Regions from separate parts of the Mus musculus genome. Here all the other regions are linked to region 1. Evidence: chromatin contacts called from public Hi-C data. All regions are on one chromosome and are shown on one strand. Each heading gives the region's core, a stretch centred on a gene start, on an enhancer-like site or on the middle of the called end of the contact. The rest is flanking DNA. Distances are from core to core; before and after follow the strand shown.

Region 1 (3,467 bases), core at 689-3,188:
TCGTCATAGTACATCATTTTAATATACGAGTTTTTATAATTATGATATATTTGTGCTTCTTATGAGTTTTAAAACCTGTTTAAAGAATACCTAAGTTAATAAGAATGCATTAGGGAGGTCAACATGTTTACTGAGGAAACATCCAAACACTGGATATTCCTCACATGAGGAAGTTCCCTTTGACACATGAAGAGGATGTTTCATGTACCAATGATGTTTGTTGGGAAAATAAGTTACACTATGACTAACAACTGTAGAGGATGTATTACTGGCTGTAAGAGATCTCACATGGGGAAAGGCTGGGTTCTGGTTACCAGTTTTAATACTTTCAAGGAAGTAATAGAGAACAATCATTGCCAAATTATATCCAAGAATCTCTCAACAAAACACACTTCTGTGGAAATTCCTCTCTTGTTCTTCCCTATCATAGCAAATGAACTCATTGCTTAAAAATAACAATGATTTCATTCCACGCTTATAGAAAGTAGTGTGTGAGGTACACAGAACACAGTGACATCTGAGTTTTTTCTGTGTTATGTGGGTGTTAAATCTGCTGTGAGAACATAGCAACTTTTTAAAAATTATTATGCCTGAGGTACACGTGTCTTGGCAAGGAGTAGTATATATTTCACATGGACTTAGGAAGCTTTAATAATTATGAAAAAGAAGCATTGCCTGAACATTTCTTTTACACAGAGTTTAAATACAAAATTAGTATTTTACTTTCTGTGATTTTCTAATTAAGGCCTATATAGAGTATCTTTCTTCCGTATTTCACTATTTGTGGAGCCCCAAAGCTTTAGCTTCGCTACTATGGAAGCTTTAATATCATTAAAATGAAAGGCACAACAAAATTCTGTCAAGAATATACAGTAAGAGGCTTCTTTGGTGTTAATTTATTTTGTTGTGTTTTCTTACATCACCATTCTATTATTTCCTTATTTAGAACATTAGTTACTAGAACATTTGCTTCTTGCTTGGTTTACTGTATAATGACACTTAGATTTTATAGTATGATGGCACCGTGTTTTTTTTTTTTCCTTCAGATCATATGGATCTTTAATGTTCCCAAACTTTCCAGTGTTCTCAGATGTGGCATAATTTGCTTCTCTTCCAACCTTTACCCTCCTTCAGAGGGCACCAGCTCATGCTACAATCTTCTCAAACTTTCTCTGGGCCTTTGCAAGAGATACATTTCTTAAGATATAATGGGTCAATTCCTTGCAGTTATAGTATATTAAAAAAGCCAATAAGCACAGAAGATGTGTTGTCATGGGGGCTACAATCTAACTGTGTTAGTGCCAAAAGAAAGGACTGCCTTTGAGAAAAGTCATGCACAAGCAGATGAAGCGTGACTAACTGCTTCACTCCAGAGGGATCCTTAAGTGTAAATATTGTGCCACTTTAAGTAAATACACAGGCTTGCTGTAAAAGCCCCCGCCCTAAAGTATGAAGTTGTTGCTAGAGTGTTTACAAGTAGCAATACTAGACATATTCACACATACACACACACACACACACACACACACACACACACACACACACACACACACACCAGAGGGGAGAGAGAGGGGGGGAGGGATAAAGAGACTTTATATAAAATCTACCGTACATGATGTAGGTTCTCCCCACCTTATTAATAGTATCTTGGGGATCTCTCTAGAGCTACAGACTTACTGTGAAAACACAGAGTGGCCCCAGAACACTGTAAAGTTGCTAGTTCTTCACTTTAAAATGTTTTTCTTATAAAAATGTTAGCATTGACCCTGAAGTTTCTGCAGCATTACGTCATCTGGCATATTACAAAAGGGAAGAGCCCGACTAAATGTGGAAAGCAGAGCAGATGCGAAGCATGCGCTGAGCTCCCATGTAGGGCAGCAACTTTGCTTTTGTCATTCCTCTTCCCCCAGGGAAGCAGTCTTCTTTTAATCCAGTTCAGACTGTTCTAAGGCAGCAACTATTTCTGAAAGTGTTGAACATGCAGAGCCAAACTTTCTAAGTATGGGGTACAGGAGGCAGGAAAAACATGATGTATTCTTAAAACCCAGGAAAAAGGAGGAGGCCATACTAGGTGATTGCACAGAGGCCTCCCAGGCCTCTGTTCCATGGTGCTCCCCACACACCTGGGGGAGTAGTGTGATGTGACTCTGTGCTTGCCAATGACATCACCACTTTCTCTACAGATCTTTACTTTTCTTATGTCTACCATGCTACTTTTATATGTTCTTCAAACTTGTTCTCAGACTTGTTCTTGCGTATGCTGTCCATGGTCAGAGCCCACAGCTGCCCTTTAAACTCATGGAACATCTCTGTGATCACTCAAAACTATCCCAGCTGATCATCTCTCCATCAAATTGCTGGTTCTTTGTTGTTCTTTACTTATATTGATTCCCATTAAAAATCAGGTTGAAGAGGTTTCCTTTAATGTAATCTGTTGGCCTTTAAGTGAAAGGAACTCTTGGAAACAGAACTTACTTGCAGGAGATGTGACAATTAATGTAGGCTCTTTTGCCCCTAAGTACAAAGATCTGAGGTATAAGAGAGTTGCATACATGAAATGAAGATTTTCAGAAACTCCTTCCTTGCCAATATAAATTTTGATGGTCTAATTCCTGCCCTCCTATTGAAAATTTTTTCCACATGCTTTCAGTGATATTTAATGGTGAGGATTAATGAAGAAGATGATGCATATCAGTTGGGAACCAATACTAGACTTGACCTATGAAATTAAAATGGAAACAAAGCAGAATCAATGAAGAGACAAGCAAGAATAAAGGTGGACCAAGTGCATCTTGCCTAAAGAGAAGGCTGGACCCACAGGTCAAGGTGGCATGAGAAGATAGCCGAAACATCTTTATATCTAATGTTGCTAACTAGCAAGGAGCAGAACACTGACTCGACCTGTCAGAGACTGCAGGATCAAGAGTTCTTTTTGGCTAGGAGCATGAAAATTGTAAGAGCATAAGAAGAAAGACCAGAAATTCAAAATAAACAGCTCAAAGAACAAGAGGGCTGAGGCTAAAAGGAATGTAAAACAAAGGTCAAAAGCCAGAACACAGCAACTTAGTAGAAAATACAGTCGAAAAAAATATATATGTCAATGGTCTCCCTCACAGGAAAGCTTTTATGTTCTTTGTATCAACGAATAGAAGGCGAGATTTAAGTGTAGAGATAATACACAGCTTGCAGGCAGCTAATGCTTCACTTGGAAACTGGGAACTCTACCTGACTGTGATGGGAACCATCCGAAATGAAGATAGGTTGGCAGTTCTGCTGAGAAAGCATGCAGTTATTAGGATATGGGGTGGTGGTAAAGAGATAACATTTCCGTGCTAGACATTGCCACTGTCTTAGTTCATGTGACCTTGCTTTTAATAATTACGAGCTCAGGAGGAATCTGGTGAAGGTGGTGGGCTGTGGTTAAGTAAAGAGAACAGAATTGCCTGTGGGCACTCAGATGTTATATC
Region 2 (3,467 bases), core at 570-3,069, 2.9 Mb before region 1:
GAGACACAACTCACAGAAGTTAGGAGAAATGCTAACCAAAACATCTTTAAAGGTGCATATCTGTAACTTTGCAGAATCAATACGTATTTGAGAAGAGATAGAAAAGTTTGCAATTTTGTGACATGATTGAAAATGGATGCTGCCACAACACATTTCTGTGGTCTAGAAACTTTCCAAGACATTAAATGTTTTCTGTTCAGTATAGAGATCACGATGGTTGAGGAAAAAGAAATAAAAAACAATTAAAACAAACAAAATGGTTTTAATTAAGGAATAAATGAGTGTTTCAAAGGTTAAAACTTACATTGCACTTTGTAAATTCATGGATTCTGAGAAGATACTACTGGTGCTTTTGTGTATCACTGCCTTAACTTACATAGGTTTTTATTTTAGGCTATATCTGTTCCATCCCTTAAATGTTCTTATTACATGGTAGACATTCAGTACACTGTGTCTAACAATCGTTTGTATGTTTCAGAACAAATTTGGTTCTCATTTTCTTGTAAGGCAAGAGGAACATCAGCCAAGAGCAACTCTGGAAAATTCATGAGTTGGTGTGAATAGTGCCATTCTCCTGAATGTTTCTGAATAAAGGATTTTATTACAGCACATTCCACCTGAATCCCTGCTCCTTCTGTACCAAGCCAGCCATTGCTACAGAAAACTGTGTTGTTAAGGTGTTAAGACATCTGGTTCCAGTCAGTCCCTTCCTCTGCCACACTTGGTTCTCTCCTGGGATTCAATAAAGCTAAGTGCCTGGTGCCTCAGAATCTTTTGTCTTGTTCCTCTGGTAGGGATAATTGCTTGGGGACAAAGGAGGAAAGAGCATGTAATTTCTCACCATTGCTTGAAAATTAGATGCCAACAGCTGACTGAAATCTTGTGAACAATTTTATTTGAAAGCGATGATATCAGTTACCTGTTATATGCTTAAAAGATGCTATTACAAAGACAAAAGTTTTTACTGTTTGAATGTTTATGGTTTTTCAATAAAAGCCTAATTTAAAAAAAAACTAAAGAGACACAGCATTTTCTACACAAAATCATTCTATTGAACAGTAAAGGGTTATTTGCTTTCCCTATTTTTTTTATGGCTACATTGTATGCTGCATTTTATTTATCTGCCTGAACAGAAGGAGTATGGCTGAAATGTTGCATTGAGCCTTTCTTCCAGAAATAAATGTAATGCTGTTTTAGGAGTCATTAAAACAACTTGGCTAGACCTCAAGTTTGAAACCTTTTGACCTACAGTGATGTCATTGCTGGACTTCTTTACTGGTCTTCGTAACGATCAGCAACCTAGGTAGCAAAATATCCTAGGGCTAGGCTGAGCCACTGACTTGCCCAGTAGTTGTTGGGAAAGGCGGTTGCTGATCAGGAGATGCAATGCAGTGTTTTTCAGGCTCTATTAATAGACGAGTGCACAAATTTCACTTAACTACCACTGCTTAGATAGCTCTTTATAATATATTGCTAATTTCATCTTGGCACATTAGCATTATAAGCCTCAAGTTTCTTCTTTAAAAATGTGCTCCCCATCTGCTTCTGCTGTATTTTTGTACAGACATTGCTTCTAAAAGCAGAGGAGTGCTTTTCCTGATTCAAGAAGGTTCACTTAGAGAGAGTAGGAAAACTGAGGCACTCATGTGAATCCCTGAGTTGAAGCACACAGGTTTAGGGTGAGAAGTACTCAAGAGCAAATGACATGGTAAGCTCACTGTCTCAGCCAGCCTCCATGGTAGGTTCACTGAACCCCAGTGCAAACGGTAAATAGTCACATATTCGTCTGAGCCATGGAGGGGATTCTATTTCAAGAACGTCGACCTCATTCTACCATAATCCCTTGCTGCACTGTGCTGAGATCTCAAAGGGACATTGGTCTGACGCCTTCAGGGTATTTTTATTGCTGACACCAGATGGCGCTCGTACATTTTAAATTTTGCTTTGATCGGTCCTGTTTAAAATTTTAGCCACTTTTCAGGAAGATTTTGCTCAAAAGATTAAAGGTCACATATGTGTTCTTTCATGTAAAATCTAATAGAAAACTTTCATCTGTTCTTTAAGAGGCCTCGCCCCCTTTCATACACACAAACATTCACTGGAAAGTATTGTTGGTGAATATTGATTATTGTAGGAATGATTGAGGAAAGCCCACAACCACCTGTGTCTAATCATGTAGAAATTCAATTCGTTTAAAAATCGCTTTAATTTTAAAAATCAATCTTAGTCCGGATTTCATCGTTCTGTTTTATACTCTTGAGGGGCGGGGCACCATAAGAAACTAAGAATTACGTTTATCCATCATCACAGAAAACTGTGTGCAAATGAATTATCTGTGGAGCCTCAGGGACACCTGAGTTTTTCCTCTTACAATCTCGCTTGTTCTGCTTCATTCTTGCATTCCCAGATCAGTGTCTCTTTATTCCACTTAAACCTTCAAACGGATAATGGCATAAAATTAGACTCTGATTACAAGAGCAGCAATTGGGGCTGCTTTGCCCAGCCCCCTTCCTCTTCCTGTGAACAGATTACTTGTGAGAGAAAGGGCAGTTGTGAATTTGTTTTCTTTCCTGTGACTTTATTTGTACTGGATTTTTGCTTGCTGGCCTTGAACCTAGTTCTAAGAAGATCTATTTTTTCTGAGACTTTTAGTTTATTAATGATCTTTAAGATTTTACTGAGTTTTGTAAGACATTGTCCTCATTGCCTTGTGTATCTCTGAAAAACTGACATTTTTTTTTTAATTGGGAATATCCTTTGCTGACTTTAATTTTTTTTTTTTATTATTTATCTCTGTCCTTTGGTAGAAAGTGATGAGGGGAAAAACGTGAAATTACTAAATGTGATTTACAGAAAAGAGGCAATGATTATGTCCTTTATAATTAAGTTGACGAGAAGAGTGAAGAGGGTTTTAAAAACCCTATCTATCCCCAGTGCTAATATGCAAATTGCTCCTCGAAATATAATGAGCACCTTATCTAGTTCATGATATTTCATTTTGAAACTAACATTTTCCCCTCTTAATAGTCCAGAGGGTTATTGACCAAAGCGCATTGATTGACTCTGTTATGCTAATAGTAGCACAAAGAATGCCATAATGGGCTTAGCACCCCAGGCTGCTGCAGAATTTTGATCCTGTCCTTTCCAGAGGAATCTATACAGTCTTTGCAAATAATCCCACATAAGCCACCCAAAAATGTTTTCTTTTGTAAGGGCTTCTTTCTTGGCAGCTCTCCTCTGATTCATTTCAGCAGAATTAAGCTTAAAATTTTCAAAAGGCTTGTTGAAAATTTATCAAGATTAGAGAAACATTAGAGCAGAGAGGGAGCTTTGAGCATTGTTTACAAGTGTCAAAACAAGAGGTCTTTGCTGAGGTCAGTCCCCAAGTCATTCACTGAGCTTAAAGGCCTCTGTCAGCACAGGTTTTCCAGGTGGTGGGGGCTTGTTATGTGGTTTTGTGTGATAAG
Region 3 (3,467 bases), core at 278-2,777, 2.6 Mb before region 1:
CAATATTCAAGACTAAATCAACTTGTATCAAGAAATATTCATCCTGAGAGCAGAGGATTTTCTAGGAAAATTTCATTGGAGTAGTCACAGAAAAGAATATTTAGATTCCAATCCTCATTCCACCCTTTTCTTTTTATTAATATGATGCCTAATGACTATTCCCTGAACAAGACTTATTGTGAATGATACTGACTAACAGAACATTGTCTTCCTGGATTTTGAGGACATGGGATGACATCAGCGCCCATGTAGTGTAAGGAAGATAAGCTCAGTGTGGTGTGGTGAAGACAACTCAAATCCCAATCTGTGATAGCATAACCGAGCATAGGTGATTCTAGCTTCAACCTAGATGGCAACTAATGCCTTCAGCAGTGGAAGAAGACAAATGGAATACCAAATGGCATACTGGCTCAGGAATTCTTTTAAGAAATAAAAAGACAGCTGGGCATGGTGATGCACACCTTTAATCCCAGCACTTGGGAGGCAGAAGCAGGCAAATTTCTGAGTTTGAGGCCAGCCTGGTCTACAAAGTGAGTTCCAGGACAGCCCGGGCTATACAGAGAAACCCTGTCTTGAAAAACAAAACAAAGCAAAGCAAACCAAAAAAAACAAAAACAAAAAAACAAAAAACAAAAACAAGCAAACAAAAAGAAATAAAAATACAATTAAATTGTTAAGTTCAATTTCCTTGTAAGAAACTATAGCGTAGTTTTACATATACATACCAAAATTTATCAATTCAGACAATGTGAATGGACGACTGTGCACATGTGTTTCCATAAAATGTTCAAAGAGGTTTTAAAACTTTTAATAGAGAAATGATAAATATTTGATGAAATTGACAGCTCAAAGGACTCTACACTATCATGTCTTAAAATACATTTTACTCATATATATATATGCTAATGTATGTTAAGATAATTTAAATTATTATAACATTTTCAGAGTTTGGAATGCTTTATTGTTGAAGATTTCCCTATATACTACTATAGAGTGGTTTTTACAGCAGTTACATCATAGAAGTGTGTTCCTCCAATATGGGAGAAAAGAGTAGAAGTAGAGAACCCTGACGCTTCCGCATAATGCCTTCATGAGGTTTGGCTCATGAACACTAACATTCTTCACAGAAATGCGCTAATGATTTCCTGGAGTTTCTGTTGCTTTCAAGCTTTCCTAAGCAGAACAGTAAAAATAGATACGTCTCAGACTAATTTTTTTTTTAATAGAAACCCATCTGCTCTTCTTTCTTAGGAAAGGACGGTTGGTAGGAAATTACACATAGAAAAAAAAATCCCTGCCAAAAGATCTCATGACATTACCTTTCAGGAAATGTATAAAAGGATTTCAAAAACAAGAATGGACTACTATCTTTCTTCAATGACACACTGCTTTCTCTTACAGTTACCATATCAAGGACGATATTTTAGAGGCTGAATTCTGACTCTTTGCAATAACATCACATAACATTTTAAGGCTGGCCTGACATCCTGCAGCTATTTTCCTTTTTCTCCAGTAGAGATGTGAAGGCAGTGGCAGCATCGCGCCCTCTTATTGGCTGCCTTTGAGCATGGGCTACAGCAGTTTCCTACAGAGCTTGACAAAGGAGAAAGGTTGGCAATGAGCAGAGCCTCTGGCATGTGAAAAACAGAAAGAAACATATATGGTTCAGAAATAGCAACGGCTCGCCTGCCAAACCAGCCCTGTGGTGTTCATGCTTCTGCATTACCGGCCTGCCTGCCTCTGAACTCAAAGCAGAGGGGAAATCAGTGGAGCTCTTTCCGTTTTTCAGCAGATTTAAGCTCTTTCCTCTGAATGCCTGTTAATAGAAAAACCATGACCTTCATATCTTTGCAAAAAAAAAAAATGATGCTTCATAGATTTTCTCATTTAATAGAGTCTTCTATGCCCTTGCATATCAAAACAATTTTTAAAAACTTTAAGAAACAGGAAATTAGACTGAAATGTAAGTGTTGATTTTTATATTCTTGGAATGATGAGCATGAAAAATATTGAGCAATACAAATGAATTTTAAGGTACATACTTTATGCTATATGCTTACTTTAAGAATAGTAATATAGTACTGTGTAGCATATATTATTTTTACACTAATGAGGACACTGTTGAATTAAACTATTGAAGGATATACAGACCAACTATTATAAATGGTGAATTTAGGCTCTTCATGAAAACCTACTTTATTATTAAATACAGTCCTTATATATTGTTTCAAAAAATAATTATAGCCAGGCAGTGGTGCTACTTGCCTTTAATCTTAACACTCTGGAGGCAGAGGGAGCTAGGTGGCTGAGTTTAAAGCTAGCCTGATCTGTAGAACGAGTTCTAGGACAACCAGGGATACACAGAAAAACCTTATCTCAACCTTCCCCTACAAAAAAAAGCACATTTATATTTATTTTATGTTTTCATTACCCACTATCTCTTTGGTGTGTGTGTTTGTGTGTGTCTGTGTGTCTGTGTCTATGTCTGGGTGTGTGTATTTCGATATGCATGAGTGTGATGGTCAGGGAACAACTTAGACGAGTTGGTTCTCTCTGTCTACCATGTGTACTCTGGCAATAGAACTCAGGCCATGAACCTTACTGTCAAGTTTTTCTTCCTGATGAGCCATCACTCTGTTCTTCTACTATATACTTTGCTGTCTAAAACTTACTGCAGTAAGCAGTATGAATCATTTAATGCCTATGTATTATTACATACCAGTGTCAATACAAAGACAATTTACCTTCCATGAGATGAGTCTGAACAATACCTCTATAATAAGAGACATTTTAAAGAATATCCAAGTCTACATTTTCAACAGAAATCTTCAGAAATGGTAAGTTACACTGGTCTTCAGGGAATATGGCAGATAGTGAGCCACTTTTAATATGTGTCCTGGCACAAAACCCTTGGCAGGAGTATTGCAATATTTTACCCATCACATTTTGCTTTCTCTTTATCATTCCCAGAATCCTTCACATTAAAAAGGAACAATTAAGGAAATCAAACAGAGCAAGATTAGAAGATGGTGACAAATAAACAGATAAAAAAAATCTAAAGGCACCAAATTTAGAAATACATATCCGGGTCCCTAAGTAAAAGCCTGTTTTCATCTGAAGGCAAAGACAATAAAGACCAAGCAATTGTGACATCAGAATTAGCAGGACAGGACTGCTTGCAAAGGAAACAGAAGGGAGGGAACCTTGGAAAGAACTTTCACACTTTTGCTTCTTGTTTTCCTAGCAACAGAGTGAATGCAGCTTCAACTGCCAAACCTTGCTTCATTTGAGTGAAAGCCCAGCTCTAAGAAAATTGCTTTTAGGTTCCACTAATTGCTTGGCAGTGCAGGCACACACAAATAGATCAAGTCTTTTGTGCTCCTGGAATGCGTCTAATTGTATGCATATGATGGATCTCCTTCATTTTCTGCTTCTAGATACACAGGTATCACAGTCAAACTATGATA

Evidence for each region. Hi-C and Micro-C count contacts between places; a contact is called where the count stands out from the background.
Region 2: a contact with region 1 is called in a Hi-C map of cortical neurons, with 2.7 times the contacts expected there. The contact joins two enhancer-like sites. A contact is called at or near these places in 1 of 39 promoter capture datasets (hippocampal neurons), 37 of 484 Hi-C or Micro-C datasets (the HPC-7 cell line, LSK cells, the STO cell line and 24 more) and 4 of 115 datasets of contacts at active chromatin or transcription factors (PVALB interneurons, astrocytes, embryonic basal ganglia and 1 more).
Region 3: a contact with region 1 is called in a Hi-C map of cortical neurons, with 2.9 times the contacts expected there. The contact joins two enhancer-like sites. A contact is called at or near these places in 2 of 484 Hi-C or Micro-C datasets (cerebral cortex and cortical neurons).

Annotation. Positions count from the first base shown.
Region 1 is chr4:77,646,137-77,649,603 of GRCm38.p6, reverse strand. All of the region lies in intron 2 of Ptprd (protein tyrosine phosphatase, receptor type, D), which reads left to right. Among named protein-coding and RNA genes, the nearest start is that of Gm38646, 340 kb to the right of the region's middle. Within about 2 kb of position 1,938, at least 9 of the 459 cell types and tissues checked have an H3K27ac peak or open chromatin away from gene starts, as enhancers often do. A contact at or near this core is called in cortical neurons and hippocampal neurons, where this site is marked.
Region 2 is chr4:80,515,988-80,519,454 of GRCm38.p6, reverse strand. All of the region lies in intron 1 of Gm32658 (a long non-coding RNA gene), which reads left to right. Among named protein-coding and RNA genes, the nearest start is that of Gm32658, 110 kb to the left of the region's middle. Within about 2 kb of position 1,819, at least 26 of the 459 cell types and tissues checked have an H3K27ac peak or open chromatin away from gene starts, as enhancers often do. A contact at or near this core is called in cortical neurons and hippocampal neurons, where this site is marked.
Region 3 is chr4:80,202,266-80,205,732 of GRCm38.p6, reverse strand. No RefSeq gene overlaps it. Among named protein-coding and RNA genes, the nearest start is that of Gm32658, 430 kb to the left of the region's middle. Within about 2 kb of position 1,527, at least 16 of the 459 cell types and tissues checked have an H3K27ac peak or open chromatin away from gene starts, as enhancers often do. A contact at or near this core is called in cortical neurons, where this site is marked.